Linked DNA regions of Mus musculus: regions 2 and 3 are each linked to region 1. A link is a contact called in public HiChIP or PLAC-seq data. All regions are on one chromosome and are shown on one strand. The core of a region is the stretch at or near the end of the contact, and the rest is flanking DNA. Distances in the headings are between cores, read along the strand shown.

What was found. HiChIP or PLAC-seq counts read pairs in DNA pulled down with a chosen protein or histone mark.
Region 2: an HNF4G HiChIP or PLAC-seq map of pancreatic cancer cells shows a contact between it and region 1. The contact joins two enhancer-like sites. A contact is called at or near these places in 1 of 15 datasets of contacts at CTCF or cohesin (the NIH/3T3 cell line), 1 of 484 Hi-C or Micro-C datasets (bone marrow-derived macrophages), 12 of 115 datasets of contacts at active chromatin or transcription factors (the HPC-7 cell line, astrocytes, cardiomyocytes and 9 more) and 2 of 9 other capture datasets (bone marrow-derived macrophages and embryonic stem cells).
Region 3: a contact with region 1 is called in a FOXA1 HiChIP or PLAC-seq map of pancreatic cancer cells. The contact joins two enhancer-like sites. A contact is called at or near these places in 1 of 15 datasets of contacts at CTCF or cohesin (large pre-B cells), 2 of 484 Hi-C or Micro-C datasets (bone marrow-derived macrophages and muscle stem cells) and 15 of 115 datasets of contacts at active chromatin or transcription factors (the HPC-7 cell line, VIP interneurons, cardiomyocytes and 11 more).

The regions. Positions count from the first base shown.
Region 1 is chr8:126,531,147-126,533,846 of GRCm38.p6, reverse strand. No RefSeq gene overlaps it. Among named protein-coding and RNA genes, the nearest start is that of Gm51605, 32 kb to the right of the region's middle. Within about 2 kb of position 1,361, at least 71 of the 459 cell types and tissues checked have an H3K27ac peak or open chromatin away from gene starts, as enhancers often do. A contact at or near this core is called in fibro-adipogenic progenitors and pancreatic cancer cells, where this site is marked.
Region 2 is chr8:126,883,430-126,886,129 of GRCm38.p6, reverse strand. The region is part of intron 1 of Gm31718 (a long non-coding RNA gene); the gene reads left to right. Among named protein-coding and RNA genes, the nearest start is that of Gm31718, 24 kb to the left of the region's middle. Within about 2 kb of position 1,304, at least 153 of the 459 cell types and tissues checked have an H3K27ac peak or open chromatin away from gene starts, as enhancers often do. A contact at or near this core is called in fibro-adipogenic progenitors and pancreatic cancer cells, where this site is marked.
Region 3 is chr8:126,902,501-126,905,200 of GRCm38.p6, reverse strand. All of the region lies in intron 1 of Gm31718 (a long non-coding RNA gene), which reads left to right. Among named protein-coding and RNA genes, the nearest start is that of Gm31718, 4.5 kb to the left of the region's middle. Within about 2 kb of position 1,335, at least 32 of the 459 cell types and tissues checked have an H3K27ac peak or open chromatin away from gene starts, as enhancers often do. A contact at or near this core is called in pancreatic cancer cells, where this site is marked.

The DNA.
Region 1 (2,700 bases), core at 112-2,611:
CTGACCATCATCCAAGGAGACACTGCTGTAAACATGGAAAAATGGAAAACAGAAATTCTCAACATGGGCAGAGTTTCCGGAATGAGGCTCGGTCCCTGAGATCAAAATCACTCCTCAAGGTACCATATCCTAGCTTGCCAGGAAACTCTGAGTCTGCTGCCCCCAGGAATGTCCATCTTGACTCAAGGAGATCCCTTTAGATTCTGTCCCTATCTCTTGATCTTGATGATGCTTTCTCCAGGACCTTCCATATTGGAAAAGACACCCTCGACTGAGCACCAGGCCAGGTGCAACTCAGGGGACAGGAACTGAGATGGAGAAGAAGGTGGATTCTGCCCCCATCTCTTGAAGCCTGGTTCATAGAGCTGGGAGTGCAGCTCCCACATGCAAGGGTCCAGGCTTGAGATCTAACCCCCACCCACTCATTTACAGACAGATCCAGCCTGCTGTTCTGCACTGGCCTTTCCTCCTTACCCCAGCCTCTAGGTAGCACTTTAGATTCCAAGCTGACTCAGCACCTACTGAGGTCACAGCCTACAGCTCTGTGGATAAGAAATCAAGGACCCCAACCTGAACAGACAAAAGAATGGGGTGAGGGCAGCCATCTGGAAAGAGCTATGCCTACAAAGGCCTGAGAGGACAGGGGTTGGAGCAGATATGGTTCCCGGTGCCCTGCCAATGAGTACATGGCCCCCTGAATAAAACCTCTGTAGTTCTGGAGATCTTGTCGGACCTCTGAAAACAGTTGACCATGAGTCAGGGTCTTTAAGATGTTCCAAACAGGACCTAAGGCTGGTTCTTTGTTCAATACAGAGATTTCAGGTATGTGTGTGTGTGAGTGTGTGTATGTGTGTGTGCTAATGCATTATACATGTTCATATGCACATACATACATGTGTGTGAATGTGTGTGAAGGTCAGGGGTCTGTGGGTGCCTTCCGTATTTTACTGTTTTGAGACAAGTTCTCTTAATGAGCCTAGAACTCATCCATTAGGCTGAACTGACTAGCCCAGTGAACCTCCAGGAGATCCTGTCTTCATCTCCCCAGGACTAGGATTACAGGGGAATGTCATCATGTCTGGCTTTTTATATATATGTTCTGGAGATTCAGATTTACTCAGCAGACACTCTGACTGCTAGGCCATCCATCCCAGCCCTTCAAAGGATTTCTAGTCCATGTGAGAATCAGGAAGAAGTCTTTGAAACATCAACGGCATCTCATTCCCAGGGAGGAGAATTATCGGTCATGCAGGGTGGCATGGTAGGAGGCAAGGGGGGAAGTGATGAAGGGCTGGGATTAGGGCTCTCCCCAGGCAGATTTATGAATCACTGCTCCCTGCTGCGGCACAGTTCGTGGCTGCTTGCCCTAGCCTCTCTGATTTTAGCCTACCCGCCCAACCAGAGTATTGTAGCATGGCCACACCCACTACCTCCAGCAGGGAATCTGAGCTTCCTTATCCCTCTGCCCTCTGCAAACCAACTCTCTTCTTGGCTGGACCTGTTCAGAACGTCCTGGGTACCACATCAGGCTCTAACATGGGCTCTGGTGATAGGAACTCAGGTCCTCATATTTACACAGTAAGCACTTTACCCACTGAGCCACTGGCCCATGACATTTATCAGCAGTGTCTTTGAGTGTAATCATTTGTACTTGGGAGAGGTCCCCTCCAAGTGCCTGTCTGTGCTCTGAGGGGTGGGGCTTCAGAGCAAAAAGGGCTTTGACAAGTGCCAACTACAGATGCACAGGAGGATGAGTCCCGTCTTCTCCCTCTTGTCCTCGCAACCAGGGAGATGACAACAAGACATCTTAAACTCAAAAGTCAGTTACATCAAGGAAGTAGCTGGAGTTGCTTGCTTGTCCTTCTCACAGAGTTGCAGGAGCCGGTGGCAGCTCACAGGGTGAAAGTTGGCTTGTCAAACAAGCCCATTCAAGCTTGCAATACCGCTGTCATTTGCCCAATGGGCTTATGATAAAGAGCAAGATGGGGAGAAAAAAATCTGCCCAAAATAGTGCCCAAGAGAGATCTAAGTCAGGGCAGGACTGGGAGCCAGCACGGCCCACCCTGCTGGCCCTGCGGCCGCATGGCTGCCTGGAGGACCTGTTCTGACAGGGATGGCATGTTCCAGAGCAGTGACCTCACTTTTCAGCACCAAAGAGGCTTGGAGAGGAAGAGCCGCTGAGAGCCCATCTGTGAATCCCTGAAGAAAGCAAGGGAGAACAGAATTTACACTGCAAACTTGACTTTGCAAACAGCGTGTTGAGACAGCCCTGTGGGCAGACAGGGTTTGCTGCAGGCCTGGGACTCGCCCGAGGCTGATGCAGGCTGGAGAGTCATCTACAAAGAATACAAGGAATGTACTCACTTCTTTCTGGAGCCCATGTCAGTCCTTCCTTGCTCTCTTTCTAGGTCTTCACTATCTGCTTCCTTCTTTGGACAGAACTCTGGGGGCAGGAAAGAGAAAGCCAGAGCCTCTCAAGCCCAGGTGAAGACAGAGGCCACTCTGTCCATTCTGGGAGACCCTAGACCCTGGTGGTAGGTGCTGTGAATTAAAGGGTCATGTTCCTGGTCATGTCTGGAGCCATCTCTCAGGAGGCAAAAGGCAGGATGGCTTCTTAGTTCTTCACAAATGGGAAGTAGTGAGGTCACATCTGAATGCAACTTCAGCCCTTGATGTGATGAATGGCACTCCAACTGCAGT
Region 2 (2,700 bases), core at 55-2,554, 350 kb before region 1:
TTGGCCCAACCCAACACTTGCTTCTGGTTCTGACACTCAAGCAGGTAGTCGTCAGCTTCTGTATAATGAATGATGTCCTCTTGGCTGCTGTCACAAAGAGACATAAGACAGCAGTTTGTTCTCTCGCGGTTCTGGAGGGCAGAAGTTTGACGGCACTTTCGTTTGGCTGTGTCCACGGAACTGCATTCCCTCCAAGGATCCAGGGAAGGACCCACTTTGATCCCTTCCAGCTGGGGGTGGGTGGGGTGGGGTGTTGTCTGCCATTGATTAGTTTGTGGCCTCAGCTCCTCAACCACCACTTCCCTTAGGCTCCTGTGTTTGAACGCTTGGTTGCCTACAGATGGCGCTGTTTGGGAGGTGTGGAAACTTCAGAAGGTAGAGCAGCTCAGCTGGAGGGAGTGGCTTGGTGAGAGTGGGAGTGGTGGTGGACTTTAAGTTTTAAGAGCTACCCTCTTCTGGTTTATGTATGAGGTGTCTTCGTCTGCCCATGCTCCCATGCTTGGTCAGCAGAGACCTTCTTGCTCGAAGCTCTGGAGGCTGGAAGGCTGAGGTCAACGTTTCTGTGAGGTTCCTTTCTCCAGAGGCTTTTCGCTGTGGTGCTTTCTGACTGCGCGTGGGATGTGACTATCCACCTCACGATTGTGCCGCCACAGTGGCAAGCCACCTTTGCCTCCTGCTCTCCTTCCCCTCTGTGGTGGATTGTATCCTCTCGACTGTGAGCCAGAATAAACCTTTCCTCACCGAAGCTGCTTTCAACAGGTATTCTGTTGCTTTCAACAGGTATTCTGTCACAGCAACTAAGGAAGTAATTGATACACTTGGCCTCTGTCTTTTTGTTTGTTTGTTTTGTTTTTGTTTTGTTTTGTTTTGTTTTTTTTTTGTTTTTGTTTTTCCGAGACAGGGTTTCTCTGTGTAGTCCTGGCTGTCCTGGAACTCACTCTGTAGACCAGGCTGGCCTCAAACACAGAAATTCGCCTGTCTCTGTCTCCCAAGTGCTGGGATTAAAGGCGTGTGTCACCACTGCCCGGCCTCTGTCTTTTAAGTACACAAGTCATTGTATATGGGGGCTTTTGCCCTTCTCAGTTGTGAGGCACCTGGGATAACTGTTCTATCTCACAGTCCTTATTCGTATTTGCAAAGACCCATTTCCTTAGAAAACAAAACCAACCAACCAACCAAACAAACAAACAAAACCCCCACCAGATTCCTCACATTTACAGGCCTCAGGGACCTTTGCCAGCCTACTGCAACCCTATTTAGACTCTGAGGTCCTGGCTGGCAAAGGGCCTAGTCTTCTCTGCTCTCATTAAAGGGCATCCTGGGGTAAGCTCTGCCACAGTCTGATGTGCAGGGACAGTCCCCACTTCCCTCTAGGGAGCATGGATTTCTCCACAGACACATTCCTCAGAAGAGCCTCCCCTCAAACTCTGACCCCCAAGTGGCTGGCACCTTCCATTCTACAAGGGAAGGGGAGGGTGCGTGGCGGCTCCAGACTCTACCCTGCTGCAAGGGATGTGGCATGCTCTGTCCAGTCTGTCACCTTTACTATGGGGATATTGGTGGTGATGATGCCCAGATTTGTAACCTGGGCTGTGCAAACACCAGGGAACACAGAGAGGGACCACCAGGAGGCTGTGATCAGCCACAACTCACCCCCTCACAAGCCTGCCCCCCCAACCCCCCAAGTTTCCAGGCTTGCGTTTGTGCTCCTTGAGCTATGCCGTTTGTTCTCCCTCGTGGCTGACCTCATTCTGTTTTCTTTGCCAGTGGTTGAATGACGCAGGCACTGCCATGTGACCATGAGATGCTAATGACAAGCAAGGCAGACACAGACATCCTTCTTGGGGCTTGCAGCTCATGAGGTGTGCTGAACCAGAACTCTCCTGCTCTGTGACTTAGCAGTCTGTGATTTGATAAGGAGGCCCTGCGTGTATGAGTGCCGCCGAGACGGACAAGCTGGCTTGGGAACAAAACACACTTATGTTTTAAAACTCGGTCCAGCTTTTTGGGGAGCGGGGGGGTGGGGGTGGTTAGAGGGAGGAACAGATTTGTTTGGGAGGCCCTGGAATGTTCAGATAATAAATCCCTTTATCTCTTCCTCCACCTTAGCAATGGAAATGAGCAGCCTGTCTCTGGGAGGCTAAAGGAAGGATTTTTTTTTTTTTTTTTTTAAAGCACCAGCCTTGGGCTAAATCCCTAAACCAGTGTACAGGGCTGGATATGGTAACCTTCATTCCCAGAGTTCCACGGGGGAAACTGCATCTTCTAGAAGAGGAGCTAAGAAGCGTCAAGGGTGTGCAAAATGGCAGTCATCAAAGGCTGAGCTCGCTCAAGGGTCTTACAGAGTGTCTGGGTTACTACTTTCTTTTTTTGAGGTGTTTCTATCACTCCAAGCCTTCCATCAATGACTGAACACAAATTTCAAGTCTTCTCCTAGTCTGTTACCTTTTGTATGTGTGGGTGCACATGCACGTGTGCAGGTAAGATGCATGGGTGCAGAGGATGACCTCAGGTGTTATATCACAGGCGCCAGTCGTCTTTTTGTTCTGAGGCAGGGTCTCTCACTGGCCTGGAAATCATCTAGCAGGTTAGGCTAGTGAGCTTCTCTGGGTCAGGCTGATCTCTACCTCCCTAGCACAGTAGTCATCACCACACTCAGCTTTTTTTAAAATGTGACTTCTGGGAATTGATCTCAGATCC
Region 3 (2,700 bases), core at 86-2,585, 370 kb before region 1:
TTCTGAGTGCTGGGATTAAAGGCATGCACCACCACTGCCTAACCAATACCCGAGTCTTTAAAATCCTGGATGTGTTTATGTCTTTTTGCCTTTTGATCTTCTAGGCTTGAAATTTCTAAGCATTATCAAAGTCCTCAAAATGACCTCAAAAGTCTGTCTCTAAAAGGATTTTTGCTTGGCTGCACGTGGTGGGGGCTGCTTCTCTGTGGAGAAGCTGTGCTGGCTCCTGTGTTTGTAATGGTGTTTGTAATGGGGCAGAAAGACAGAGCCACAATTCGCCTGCTATGTTTTCCTGAGTTTTGATTGTACTGAACGTTATCTACACCACACACACACACCTCGTACATACGTGCCTATGACAGACTCTCATTTTTTCCTGAATATTTAAGCGTTTCAATATCAAGACCATCTGTGTGATTGCAGAACTGGGTGCTGGATGATGGGCGGGTAGCAAACCCAGCATGTCCCAAACAAGGGGATAATTCACAACCTAAGTGTGGTGTCCTGGAGAGTAGGGACATCACCTTATGTGCCTTAGTTGTTTACTTCTGGGGCTTTCCCATGAGGTAGCTTCACACTATGGGTGGGAATGAGTGTTGGTAAATGAGAGCACTCTGGGGCTAGAGGCTGCTATGTGTGATCCTCTCATACTGTGCATGACAAACATCCGAAGGCAAGACCTACCTTGGTACAGAACAGTTTCTGGTGCACTCCATCACACGTGGTGGATGCTCAGTAAGTGTGCTGAAGTTAGCCTTGGAATAGCTCAGGTACATCCAAAGGAACTTGGTCTTCAGGAACTTCTTACAGCTGATAACAGCCAAAGAGGCACACCAGGCAGGATCCTGGGAACTCTTATATTTCCCTGTATGTGGCTGGAAGACTCTGATAATTGGCCATGTCATATCCTCACACTGATCCCTTGAGTTTCATTTTGCTGAAGGAGATGTGATCTGCTGAGCTTGTGTAGCCAACCCAGCCGACCGTTGGGACCCTGGGGCTCTCCTCGATCTTACCGGCATGCTTGCTTTCAGCCATGTGCAGCTGTGTGATGTGTGTATGTGCAAACAGTAGAGCCCTGTGTGTACACACACTGTTTAGAAAAGCAAACCAAGGTCTGCGGAGGTAGTCCAGTCACGGGCGGCTGAGTGTTTGTCACAAAAGCATGAGAATCAGCATTTTGTCTTCCAAGGCTGATCACTAGCCTCGATGGGCATACACCTAGGTGTACACACACACACATGAACACGGACACACAAGCCACACTGTCTAAAACACTGTGTCCATTGGTCATGGTCAAAGGCAATTGATCTATGTTCCTTCCTACTGGACTGTTGTTTCGGTGATGTCTCAGGTAGGACATGCTCCTACCTGGGGCTTTGGAGTGAGTTCTAGTTTGGCCCAGTACACTGGTCGGCAGCTGCTGGGTGGTTGTGGGAGAAGTTTTGGGATACAGAGTATCAGGACCCCCCAGGTAGCTGTTAGTCACAGCACAGCTGGTGGCATGACAGCTCCTTGAGTTCTTGTGGTCACTAGCTGTGCTGCGAATGGAATAGTGTAGCACTAGGCACTCAGCAAAAAAAAGAAAAAAAAAAAAAAAAAAAAAAGGATCCCACACAGCTGCCAGCCTCCACGGAACTTGTCCTGGATGCTGGTCTGACTTTGCCCCGAAGCCAGATGGGGGGTTAACTTTTCCTCTCTTCAGCTGACAAGGTTAGTCATTGCTGACACCCGAGTCTTTCTCATTTTCCAGAACAATCCCTATAAACAGGTCATGAGATATGTCACATGTTTGGTGCCAAATTCCTTTGCTGATACGTGTTTGTATTTTGCATATTCAGGTGGTTCAAAGGCTGGCCTCCCTCCTGTGAATGCGCACCCCTAGGTGCTTCCTCTGTTGGTTGTAACCTTTGCTCCCAAGCCTTTCTTTATCCAGGGTGAACTTTACTCTTTTACCTATCCGTCTACCTCCCACCTCAATTATCACCAAACCCTTTCCAAAGCAGGTGTTCTGCTAAGTCCAGGGGCGTAAAGCAAATGGAGTTTATAAGAAGCAAGCATAGGGCAGTGCTGAGAACTAAGTAGCCTGGACCATCACTGTACTGACAGCTTTCTAAGCAATGTGAGCACCCGGAGCTGCTCAGTCTCCTTCCAAAAGGAAGTGTGTCTTCATGCAGCTGGCCACCAATCAATCAATAGGAAGTACTTAGTATACAAGTATGAAGCACCAAGGGCCTTCTGTCAGACAGGTTATGCCTAGGTGCAAGGCTCGGCACTGGGCCTGATGTATACACCTGTAATCTCAGCAACTCATACAGATTTGTAACAGTTGTGTTCTGTCTGGCTGACTCGGTGAGACCCTGTGTCGAAATTTGAATTTTAGAAAATCTAGAAAGATGTAGCTCAGTAATAGAATGCTTGCCTGTCCTATGCAAGACCCTGTATTCAATCTCCAATACTGAAAAATCAAAACTAAATAAGCAAATAAAAAAATACAAGTATGCTTCTTACAAACTAATGCTAGCATCATAATAGTTTGCATTAAAATGACTTAGTGAAAGGTTTATTTTAAAAAATTATCTTTATTAAAGTGTGTGTATGTGTGTGTGTGTGTGTGTGTGTGTGTGTGTGTGTGTGTGCGCATGTGAGTGCAGGTGCCTTGGAGAAATGTTGGATTCTTTGGAGCCGGAGTTATAGGTG